Linked DNA regions of Mus musculus: region 1 is linked to region 2. The links are chromatin contacts, called in public HiChIP or PLAC-seq maps. All regions are on one chromosome and are shown on one strand. Each heading gives the region's core, a stretch centred on a gene start, on an enhancer-like site or on the middle of the called end of the contact. The rest is flanking DNA. Distances are from core to core; before and after follow the strand shown.

Region 1 (5,426 bases), core at 106-2,605, 290 kb before region 2:
TCAGGAGAGCAGTGGAGGAGAGGGAAGAGCAGGAGGAAGGGAGAGAGGGAAGCCAAGGGCCGAAGGCATTAAGTAGCAGGATTATAAAGAGAATGAGGATCTGGACGGAACTAATCCCGCGAGTTGGGTTCTTCTTCTTTTCATTAAAAATAGATTCTTCTCTCATACACTATATCCCACCAACATTTCTCTTCCCACCATGCCTACCATCTACCCCACTCCCCTCCCCTCTGGATCCACTCCCCCTCAACATCCCTTCTTAAAAGAGCAGGCTTCCAAGAGACCACAACCAATTGTACACACAAAAAGAAAATACCATAGGACAAAGAAAAAGCCCTCAACCGAGTCTAGACAAGGCAACCTAAGAGGGGAAAAATAAATTGTCCTAAGTGCAGTCCAAAGTGTCAAAGACACACCCACTCCCACAGTTAGGAGTTCCACAAGAACAACAAGCTAACCGCCACAACATATATGCAGAGGACCGGATACAGATTTCTGTAGGTCCGGTGCTTGCTTTAGTTTCTGTAAACCATATGTGTCCTGCTTAGTTGATTTGGTGGGTCATATTCTCCTGGTGTCCTTTAGCCCCTCTGACTCCCAAGGTCTTTCCGCCACCTCTTACATGGAATTTCCGGAGCTCCGGCGGACTCCAGTTTAGACTCTCTCCACATAAAGTCTTAACTGTGGATCTCTGCATTTGCTCCCATGTACTGCTGGAGGAAGCCTCTCTGATGACAACGGGACAAGTCACTAATCTCTAATCACAGTAAAATATCATTAGGAATCATTTTTTAAAAAAAGACTAGTCGTGTTTGGTTCTACTCTAGATCTCTGGACTATTCAGTTTCCATTTTCTGGCCTTCCAAGAAGTGTCAGGCAAGGGCGCCCGCCCGCTCACGGAGTAGGTAAGCCTCAAGTTAAATCAGACATTGCTTTCTACTCTCACAAATTCAGTACCGCCATTACCCCAGCACATCTTGCAAGCAGGACACATTGTAGGTCAGAGGTTTTGTGGCGGGGCTGGCTTATTTAAGATATGGGATGAGACAGGGTCTCACCTCATAATCCTGGCTGTCCTAGATCTCGCTATGTAGACCAAGTTGGCGGGCAACTCACAGAGATTCACCTACCTCTGTCACAGGAGTGCCCGGATTAAAGGCATGCACCACCCTGTCTTGTTGGAGTGTTGTTTTGTACACTGTGTGAAGATGTGTCTCTGTCCTTCCTTGCCTGCCTAAGGCACCTTCCGATTGGTTAAAATAAAAAGCCTATGGCCTATAGCAAAAGGCAGACTAAGAATAGTAAGGTGGGACTTCCGGACAGAGAGGGGAACTCTGGGAAAGAGAGACGGGCGGGAGATTTGCTACTGTGATGCGGAGAAAGTTGGACGTATGTAACCGAGGAGGTAACTAGGCAGAACTTAGTATAAATGGGCTAATGGAGTTACGAGCTAGTTAGGAGCAAGCCTAAGCTAAGACCAAAAGTATTGTAAGTAAATATGAGCCTTTATGCCATTATTTGGGAACTGAGGTGGACATAGAGAAAGACCCACAGTTGCGTTTGGTGCTCAATGTGCGGAAGAAAATCCAAGCTTAGAGCCTGGGGAAAGTCCTGGGTGAAGGCGGCTTCCTAGCCAAAGAGCAGGGAAGAAGCAGGAGACCGCCAGAGGCCGAGTGCTTCTTTAAGAAGCCCTCACTGAGCAGAAAAACCAGATCCACTATCAGAGCCTCGGGGCAGAGAAGGTCAGAGCAGCTTTAGACAGACACCTGGGAGCCAGGCCACTCGGGGTGCATGCACATACTTAGCCACACTTAGCACACCACAGCCACCACCCACCCCATCCCCAAGGCACAGCCACACGCACAATCTGACTATGTTGCGTGGCAGGCTTCGTCTCTGCTCATAGCTTCAACAGTGGAAAGGCTGAAGTCAGCCCACACTACTCCAGTGAGAGTCTTGGTGCTAACAGAGGTCTGAGCAAGCAGCCCCGGGGGCTTACACATGTGGGCCCAGGACAGGCAGGCACCCCATCCTACACACTCTGTGAGCTACTGGCAAAGCGAACAGATCAGGTCCCTGCACTCCAAAGCCCAGAAGCCTCGGCTCTTCCAGTAAACTGTTAGACTGAGCTGAACAGGGGGTCCAACTATTCCTTGTGGGCTTAAGGGCTGGGGCGGGGCCAACAGCGGGCTTGACTGGGAGCTGAATGTCTGGAACAGGGTTACCCTCAGTGGGAGGTGCAAGCCGCCGAACAGCTCAACAGAGACAACACGCGGAAGATACCTATCTAAGCCCAGACAGAAGCCCTTGAACAGGTAAAAAAAATATTTGGAATTATGCTTCAGTGCTAAAGAAAGAAAAGAAAAAAATAATTTAAAAATTAATAAAATAAAATCTCTTTGGGAAGGAGAGAGTTAGAGATTGAAAAAGAAAAAAATTCTGTGTTAAGAAATGGAAAACACAACAACACAGGGCATCTGGATTCCATATAATTTTGATACGATCATCAGCATACAAATAATTACACTTTCAGTAATGATGGCAATTTTAGATATCCTGTTTAAGAGAGATGAAAATAAAGCAGACTTAGAGAAGGAAAGACTGAAAAATTAAAGGCTGGAATGGAGGTAATAGGAAAGAGATTGGGAAATTCCGATTCGAAATAAATGATCTTCAGAGGTAGCCAGACCAAAGCCTAGAGCCACCTTGTAACTCTAGCCCTGTTCCAGACATTCAGCTAGCTAGTCAAATTTAATGGCAGCCTATTAAATTTCTAGATAAAGAGACTTATGCCGAGTTAAGAATATAGATCTGTTTAATGATGCCATACTATAGATTATATGTTTCAGTTTGTAGAGTTTGAAGAATTACAGTATATACATATGTTAATGCATCATACAATTGATGCACACTCAGGATTTCCATATGCTTTTGCCTTAAATTCTGAGAGAAATGATTCTGAGAGTGCACATTTATTAGAGATGGTGGCCATCTTGGAAATGCCTTTACAGACTGAAGCTGATGATGCTACTGTCTATGTAGCTATTAGAATACAGCCATATTGTAGACATTATCACACAGAGCATGTCACAGGTGTATCTTACATTGCTATAGGTCAGTCAGTTATGAAAGGATCTACCTATGCTTTAAAGAACATGCTAATAGACAGAAGAGGGACATGGGCTCTTAAGCCCATGTGGTGGTTTGAATGAAAATGGCCCCCATAGGCTCATAGGGGTTGGTAGTATTGGGAGGTGTGGCCCTGTTGGAGTAGGTCTGGCCTTAGAGCAAGTGTGTCACTCAGGCATGGGCTTTGGGGTTTCAGATGCTCAAGTCAGGCCCAGTCTCTCTCTTCCTGTGCCTGGGAAACCAGATGTAGAACTCTCAGCCTCCTCTCCAGCACCATGTCTACTTGTGTACAACCATGCTTCCTTCCCATCATAATGATTATGGATTAAACCTCTGAACTGTAATCCAGCTCAAATTAAATATTTTCCTTTATAAGAATTGCCACAGTCATGGTATCTCTTCACAGCAATAAAACCCTAACTAAGACACACAGATAAACTTTTCTTCCCCTACACTATATCAGGACTGTGCTTATTGCCACATTAAGGTAACTAGCACACTGAACTGGTGATAAGACACATGGAGTTTGATGAAAATTGGTTCTAGGTTTGTGGCAGGAATGTGGAAGAGTTTGAAGGTTCATGTTAGAGAAGCCTGAGAATGTCATCAATGTCTTTCTTTATATATAATTTATTTATTTATGTATTTAATATTTATTACTTTTTTTCTGTGCATTGCTGTTTTGCCTGTCTGTATATTTGTATGAGGGTGTCAGGACCCCTGGAGCTGGAGTTACAGATGGTTGTGAACCACTATGTGGGTGCTGGAATATTAAGCCCAGGTCCTTTGGAAGAGTAGTTGGTTCTCTTAACCACTGAGTCACCCCCTTGTCCCCCATCATTAATGTCTTAATGGGACATTCTGGTGAGGATGCAGAATACTGTAATTCCAGTAGTCATCTAGACAGTAAGCACTGTGCTAATGAGACGTCACATGAGAACGGAGACTCTATATAAACTGGGAAGAGAAGCCATGTTGCATTATGACAAAGGGCTTGTGTATATTCTGCACGTGTCCTGAAACTTTGATGGAGGTTTCCAGTTCAAAAGCCATGAAGCTGCTGGATGAACTTCGAAGGCAACGTAGCCTTCAGGCTGTAGCATGGTTACCGCAGACTACTTTTAACCAGGTTGACATTGAGAATTGTAAACGAACAGGCAGAATGGGAGTTGAGAGAGCTACATTTTGGCCAGGAAACAGGATCATGCACAGTTAAAGGTGCTGAGTGAGCAAGATGTGAGCAAAAGTGCGATGCAGGCGAAGTGACAGGACCTGTTAAGGGTCAGTGACATGAAACAGACACAGCGCACTGGGACAATAGCAAAGGGCCCTCAGGGCATCCAGGAAGTGGCAAGATGTCATCCATCCAAGGCTCCAGGATGTCACACTGGAAAGGAGAGCTGGGGAGGTGTCCTGCTGGACGTGGGCTTCACGGAGAATGTGTTGTTTGTTTAGTTGGCTGCTTGGTTTTACTTTGCTTTCCCCAGGCACGCAGAGGGTGCTGCAGCCGTGGTCCAAGGGGCCCGACTATTGCTTGAGATGGCAGCAGAATGTGGCATCATCCACATGGCCCTGTCATACATACAGAGAGCTTGGGTATGAGATTATGGCGGCTTTCGAGTTTTGAGAAAGGCCTATGGAGCAAGAAAATCTGTAGCAGGAATGGATTCCTCAGTGAAAGCAAAGAAAGAAAATGGAATTAACAGTTTCTGGAATTGGAAAGATATATGGATTTTTAAAAATCAAACCATGAACTAGGTATGGTGGTACATACATGTACCACCAACATAGGCCATATAGTAACACCCCTTTCTCTTACACATACACAGAAGTAAATAAAATCATATATCTGCATAAGTATGTATATGATTCTGATGAAAGTGTGTTCTAGTTCATTAGTTACCAGTGAATTAAAATCATGAAATGCAGTTCTTGCAGAGGACCTGAGTTCATCTCCCAGTATCCATGTCAAGTGGCTCACAACCATTGACAACTTCAGCTCCAAGGAATCTTTTGGTCTTTGTGGGCCCTACACTTATATACACCTACCCCCACACAATTATATGCACATAGTTAAAAAAATAAAAGTAAAAGTGTCTTCCTTATTTTCTGAATAACTGTAGCTGAAATGGAAAGTGTCAGTCAGTTGGTAAGTAACTGAGGTAGTCATGGTAACGTTTACATATTGGAATATTATACAGCAGATAAAAGGAACTGAAGGTATGCATGTGTTAACGAAGATATATTTGAAAATGTTATGAAAATGATACCAAAAGGCATGTGATGGAGTGGTGTGT
Region 2 (6,066 bases), core at 3,302-5,801:
CAGCTTCATATAAGTTATTTATTTTTTAAATTATGTCCACATGTTGGAGTGCAGGTGCCCACGGGGTTCATAGAAGGTTATTGAAACCCCTGGGGCTGGAGTTACACTGGCTGTGAGCTACCATATGAGCCCTGGGAACTGAACTCAGGCCCTCCACAAGAGCACCAAGCATCCTTAACTACGGAGCCTTCTTTCCAGCCTGTATTTCAGCCTCTTTAAAAGAGAATTTATCAGATCTTATCAAGTACACTGACAGGTGTCAAACTCCAAAAGAATAAATAAAAAAATAAAAATCTGCTAATCTTGCTTATTTCTGCAGACCATATTTGCTGGAAAGCACCAAAGCCCCTGGGAGATTGCTTTTGAAGCAGTGAATCAGTCAAGAGCCTACACTTTCTCTGCAAATGGAACCCTGAAGTATGAGTGCTCTGCCCCAAATGGGATGTGTATGTCACCCCTCCTCCCAAGGCTCGGAGGACATCTGGGGAGAGCCAGAGCTATGGTAAGGATGGCTGTGAGACAGTGTCTTCTGGAGTGGACACAGCTGAGGGAATCAGAGTGGCTGTGGCTGCCTGCACAAGTCCCACCTGAGATCAGGCCCGTCAGCATTGCAGCATGGACGGGAGAGGTTTGTGAGGCTTCAAGCCTAGCTGAGAGCTATCTGCAGTTTATGGCCTCTCCTAGGTTGCCATGCCCCAGTGGATCGACCTACACAGAGGCACACAGGGCCAGCACTCACTCGACTCAGTGGGCTATAGAGAAGAAGATGTGAAGGTGTGAGGGGATCTCGGAGAAGTCGGAAGAAGAGGAGGAAACTGGTTATCATCAAACTATATCATATACATATATGAAGTTTTCAAAGAATAGGCGAATAAGAAGAAAGAAACTCAGGGACCACCAGTATCAGAAAGGTACACTTACAGACTGTTGGAGCTCTAGAGTTTAGAAGTATCCAAAAATGCCAGGTAGCTCCTGTGTAGTTTAGATTTTTAAAATCTTAATTTTAATAAGGCTTTTTAAAAATGCTTTAACTTCCCTTCTAGCCCACCACCCACCAGAGGTAGTGGGAAAGAAAGGTTATTAGGTTATGGGAAAAGCGGACTTGTTTAGAAATTGGTCATTAGAGCAAATCTAATCTGTGTTGTCAGGAAATCAGCAGTTTAGTTCATAGAAATCAGTAGCAGCTCGATCCACTCACAAACAGTTCATGAATATACTAGTAGTCCAGTTTAGTAGTGTTGGGATAGCAAACATGAATCAGCAGTGGTGGCATGACCCAGCAGAAACAGCCAGGTCTCTGTGAAATCAGCAAGAGTCAGCAGGAGGAACCAGGACCACTAGGGACACCAGGAGTTCTTTGCCATGCATCTCTTCATGATGTGAAAATCAGTGACGATGAAGATGTGCAACCAATGAAACATTGTAAAGCTAGTTATGCAAGTAAGTCCCTGCCTCTGTCCGTTGAGTCTTATATATCTCCCTCTAAACATTACATGCCCTCTATAGGTCTCGTCTCACCATGTGTCTCATCTCAGTAAAACTCTGCATGAGCCTGTACCAGCTAACATCATTCTGTCAATCGGCCTGAGTCCGTGGAAACAGCAAGATGCCGCCAGAACATCACCAAAAGTCTTTTGGTGTGCTTTTCTCTATGTTGTCATTATAAATGGAGCTCAGCTATGCAGTGTAAGGTGAACCAATATTTGTGTGTGGTTAGTGAAGAATCTTTCATCAGGTATCTTTTTACATGTTTGCTTTAGTAAAACTTCCTTTCCTTTTTTTTGTTCGTTTTTTTTGTTTGTTTGTTTGTTTTTTTTGTGTTTTTTTTTCGAGACAGGGTTTCTCTGTATAGCCCTGGCTATCCTGGAACTCACTTTGTAGACCAGGCTGGCCTTGAACTCAGAAATCCACCTGTCTCTGCCTCCCGAGTGCTGGGATTAAAGGTGTGTGCCACCATGCCCGGCGTAAAACTTCCTTTCACCTGTGTCCACTTTAGTGAAACATTCCTTCATGCATCTGTTTTAGCAAAACATTCTTTTACTTGTATCTGCTTCAGGAAAATACCTTTTTTTTAAAGATTTATTTATTGATTATATGTAAGTACACTGTAGCTGTCTTTAGACACTCCAGAAGAGGGAGTCAGATCTCGTTACGGATGGTTGTGAGCCACCATGTGGTTGCTGGGATTTGAACTCTGGACCTTCGGAAGAGCAGTCGGGTGCTCTTACTCACTGAGCCATCTCACCAACCCAGGAAAATACCTTTTGACATAGCTGACTTTTTAAAGAAAGCAGAAGTTGCCGGGCAGTGGTGGTGCACGCCTTTAATCCCAGCACTTGGGAGGCAGAGGCAGGTGGATTTCTGAGTTCGAGGCCAGCCTGGTCTACAGAGTGAGTTCCAGGACAGCCAGGGCTACAACAGAGAACCCTGTCTCGAAAAAAAAAAGAAAAAAAGAAAAAGAAAAGAAAGAAAAAAAGAAAAGAAACCTGGATGACAGAGTTCAGAGGGCACATCTGGAGGATTACCAGAACTCAGAAGAAAACTGGGAGAATATTGGAGAATCGAAGGCAATTAAAATAATAATAGGGAGAACTCAAGAGTCAGTGATGAGAAGACCCCAGGAATTAGTCTTAGTGATGAGAAGACCCCAGGAATTAGTCTTGTGATGAGAAGACCCCATGAATTAGTCTTAGTGATGAGAAGACCCCAGGAATTAGTCTTGAGCAACACCAGCATTTTATAAGCCGAGAAAGGGGCTCATCAGGAAGACAGTTCTGCCGCAGGAGAATTAGGAAATTCCTGTCACTGTAATGAATGCTTACAGTATTGGGTTAACGGTAGCTACAGAGAGTAGGAGCTAAGACTACTCATTCACGCCAGTGCCATGAGACCAAAACAAGAACAAGTATCTCAGAAGGTAATGGGAGGCAGAAACAGAAACTACACCTTGCAGAACTGTGAGTTCTGTTTGCAGTTAAGACAGTCAAGAAGTTCCTGGTTGTCCTGTGTTAAGTCTTTACAGGGCAAGGCTTCTCATAGTTATTAAGAAGTTTATGTTTGTCTTGTGTTAAATCCTAGTTAGTAAGTTTCTGTTTGTCCCTAGTTAAGTCCTTGTTAAATAATGTTTCTATTTGTAATTAAGAGTAACTTTGTGTTTCTTAGATCTGATGTGAACTGCTTGCAATTCCATTCAATATGTATCCTTGCCTCTGTTCCTCCCTTTTTCATTGTATCCTTTTAACTCTGGCCCCTGTGAACACCTTATCCTGTAAGAGATAAGGCTCAGCAATGGCCTGGGTGACGGGGGAGGGGTGGTGGTACCCTCCCCCACCCTGTCCCTTACCATCTGAGGTAGCACCTGGAGGGCATGAGAGTAGGAGAGCCGGTCCTGCCCTGTCACTGACTGCAGCACTCTGGAGAGCAGGCCCTACAGCTCATCTGGGCAACTCAGTGAAGATGCCCTGATGACAAAGGTGCTGGTGAGCTGACCCAAAGGCATGGGAGTAGGAGAGGTGATTCTGCCTTCTGCTGACTGTGGCATTGGGTGGCCTTGCTGAACAGTACTGGAGAGTTTACCCTGGTGATTCAGATAAGGGGCAGCCATTGAGCTCATCAACTCAGCTGCCACCCAGGCCCAGATCCAGGGCTCTGGTTGTCCCTTCCTAAAATCTGTATCATGTGTGAATTGTTGGGGCACATGAAAGGGCCAGTCCTGCCGATCCAAAGCTGTTACAGGATCTTTAACACACAGGGTGACAACAGGATAATTGGGAGGAGTCTCAGTGAGGGTCCAATATTGATGGTGTCATAGAAGCCAGAGATCTTGAACCAGATCAATGACTCATTACAACAAACATTTGCAAATGAAGATATGTGGACAGAGGGATGTACTGTATTGTGTGTCACACTGGCATACTATGGCTTCCACAATCATATTTTCTATGCTTTGGAGTGTGTGTGTGTGTGTGTGTGTGTGTGTGTGTGTGTGTTGTACATTGTACTCAGACCAGAGGTTAATATCAGGCGTCTTCATCTATCATTTTCCATTCATTCATTCATTCATTCATGTATTCATTTATTCATTCATTTTTATTTTAAATCCCAGAGTGCCAGGTTTCAGCTAGCCTTTCTTTTGCATTTTCCTGTAACACCCTCTGAGTCTAAATCAATATATAATTATTTCCACAGCTCACTGTCTACACTTTATCCTACTAAAAACCACTGCTTACCAAGTGAGGTCCCTTTTGTTCTTTGATTTATTTCAAAAGGCTTACAACATGATGTTAATACGTAACTGCCAGTCTGTTTCTGGCCGCTGTGGGCTGGCCTTACCCCATCCACACAAATGGAATTAAAATGCATACCACATCTAAGACTTCACAGAGCTAGTGACCCGGGGCCTTTTGGGAGTTTGGGGAGGGGGGGCTCTCCACCGCAGCTGCGCACCAAAGCGGTCAACTTTATATCCCAGAATCCTTGAGTCCCGAGGTAAACTACATTTCCCAGAGGCCTCTGCATCAGCTATCCTCATTATTCCCCCCTCCAGCCCCGCCCCCTGTGAGATCTATCAGGCCGCCGGGTGTCTGTGGCTCGATTCTCTGCCCTGATCTAGCTCCCCAGTCTGAGTCTCCAAGCGTGGCAGCTGCGAGCCTTCATGAGGCGTGGCGGGAGCAGGGGGGAGGTGAGCGGCCAGGCTGGAGGACACGGAGGCCTGTGGCGACTTCAGCGTGGGCCGCCATGAGTCACTGGTCCCCTTTCTGGAGTTTTCTCTGGGGATGTGGAAATTGATCCCTTGACAGCAGCAGAGCAGTTGGGTGGGCTGCACGTGGAGTGGGCCCGTGGTCAGATCTAAACGGGTGAAAAACGTTTGTGTTCCCACTGTGGCTGCACTCTGGCCTCAGTGCACTCTGATCTGAAGGGGGTTGGCACTGCCAACTGAGCTGGGGTGAACAGCATAGGGTGATGCCTGACTCGCGGAGGCATAGTGAGTCTCCTCGGTGACATGGAGTCCAGTGTCGCCTGAGTCTTGTTTCTGAAAATCTAGAGACCAGAAGAGTGGTGACCTGTCAATTCTCTGCCGCCCGCCCCCAGCTCCCGCTTTCCGTTCTGGAAGCAGAAGCGCCAGGCTCAGCTGGTGGAACGCATTCGGAGATGCGGCTTCTGAGGGGTGCGAAGCAATCTTTCTTTCTTCTTCCCTCAGATCGCATTTTTGGACACTGTACCCATCTTTGAGAAAAGCCCAGAAAGTGAGCATGGCTCCAGAGCAAAGGGAAGGGAAGTCTCAGGTGAGCGCATTGCCGTCTCAGTTCATGGCAGGAGTATTTTATATGGTTTTGGTTTTCCTTCCAGACTGAGGCTCTCCGCCCAGTAGACCCTTCACCAGGACTTGGTGCTCTTGGAGGAGCTGGTTGTCTAGGAAGCACACTGCACGCTCGCTCACAGTATATTGCGTTGCTGTTAGCTGATCCCGGTCTGTTGTGCTTACTACATTGACAGCGACATGCAGATGTCCGTTATCACTAGGGACACAGCTGGCGGAAGTCCTTTCTGGTCTGCTTCCCTCATGTTTATTTTTCTCAGCCCTCACCTGGATTGCCCATCTATTTCTTTTTGCCCTTAAGAATGCTTGCGGCGCTCCTCCATCCCGTGGTTCCCCTCCTATACTCTGTAGATCCTAGGTTTGGATTGTACCATTCTTGTGAAAACAACTACTCTTGACCTGCCATTTGGAGGAGCGGGAATATAGAGCTGCCCCCATCGAGGTGAGCTGCTGCGTGGACAGGGGAAAGCCATACTGCAGGGGACACAGTGTCAGGAGCCTCACTCTGAGAGCAAGGAGACGACTTATCAAGAAGCCATGAAGAGGGTTTCCTGGGATATTTGACAGAAAATTAGAAAGCACAGTGGGAGGCTCAAGACCGTTGATTTTTACCCTACCCCCTCTGTTACCATCTGTGGGCCTTAAATCAGTAAGTCTAACTTCTGTGTCTCAGTTCCCTTACCAATAAAATAAAAATAACAGCATCCCCTTGTAGGATTCTTGTTCTGGAGTGAGGACCGAAGCAG

What was found. HiChIP or PLAC-seq counts read pairs in DNA pulled down with a chosen protein or histone mark.
Region 1: a contact with region 2 is called in an H3K27ac HiChIP or PLAC-seq map of embryonic stem cells, with 8 read pairs. The contact joins the promoter of Platr20 here to the promoter of Zfp354b in region 2. A contact is called at or near these places in 6 of 39 promoter capture datasets (HPC-7-derived erythroid cells, embryonic stem cells, liver and 1 more), 3 of 15 datasets of contacts at CTCF or cohesin (embryonic stem cells and stem cell-derived epiblast-like cells), 14 of 484 Hi-C or Micro-C datasets (the HL-1 cell line and embryonic stem cells), 7 of 115 datasets of contacts at active chromatin or transcription factors (embryonic stem cells and stem cell-derived neural progenitor cells) and 3 of 9 other capture datasets (adipose tissue, embryonic stem cells and macrophages).

The regions. Positions count from the first base shown.
Region 1 is chr11:51,216,347-51,221,772 of GRCm38.p6, reverse strand. It overlaps Platr20 (pluripotency associated transcript 20), which reads left to right and starts at 1,355. Exons shown (of 5, transcript NR_110444.1): 1 at 1,355-1,405; 2 at 2,220-2,315. Gm12569 (predicted gene 12569) reads right to left here and starts at 1,202. Exons shown (of 6, transcript NM_001378502.1): 1 at 1,131-1,202.
Region 2 is chr11:50,930,120-50,936,185 of GRCm38.p6, reverse strand. It overlaps Zfp354b (zinc finger protein 354B), which reads left to right and starts at 4,551. Exons shown (of 5, transcript NM_013744.3): 1 at 4,551-4,681; 2 at 5,201-5,285. The coding sequence starts at 5,253.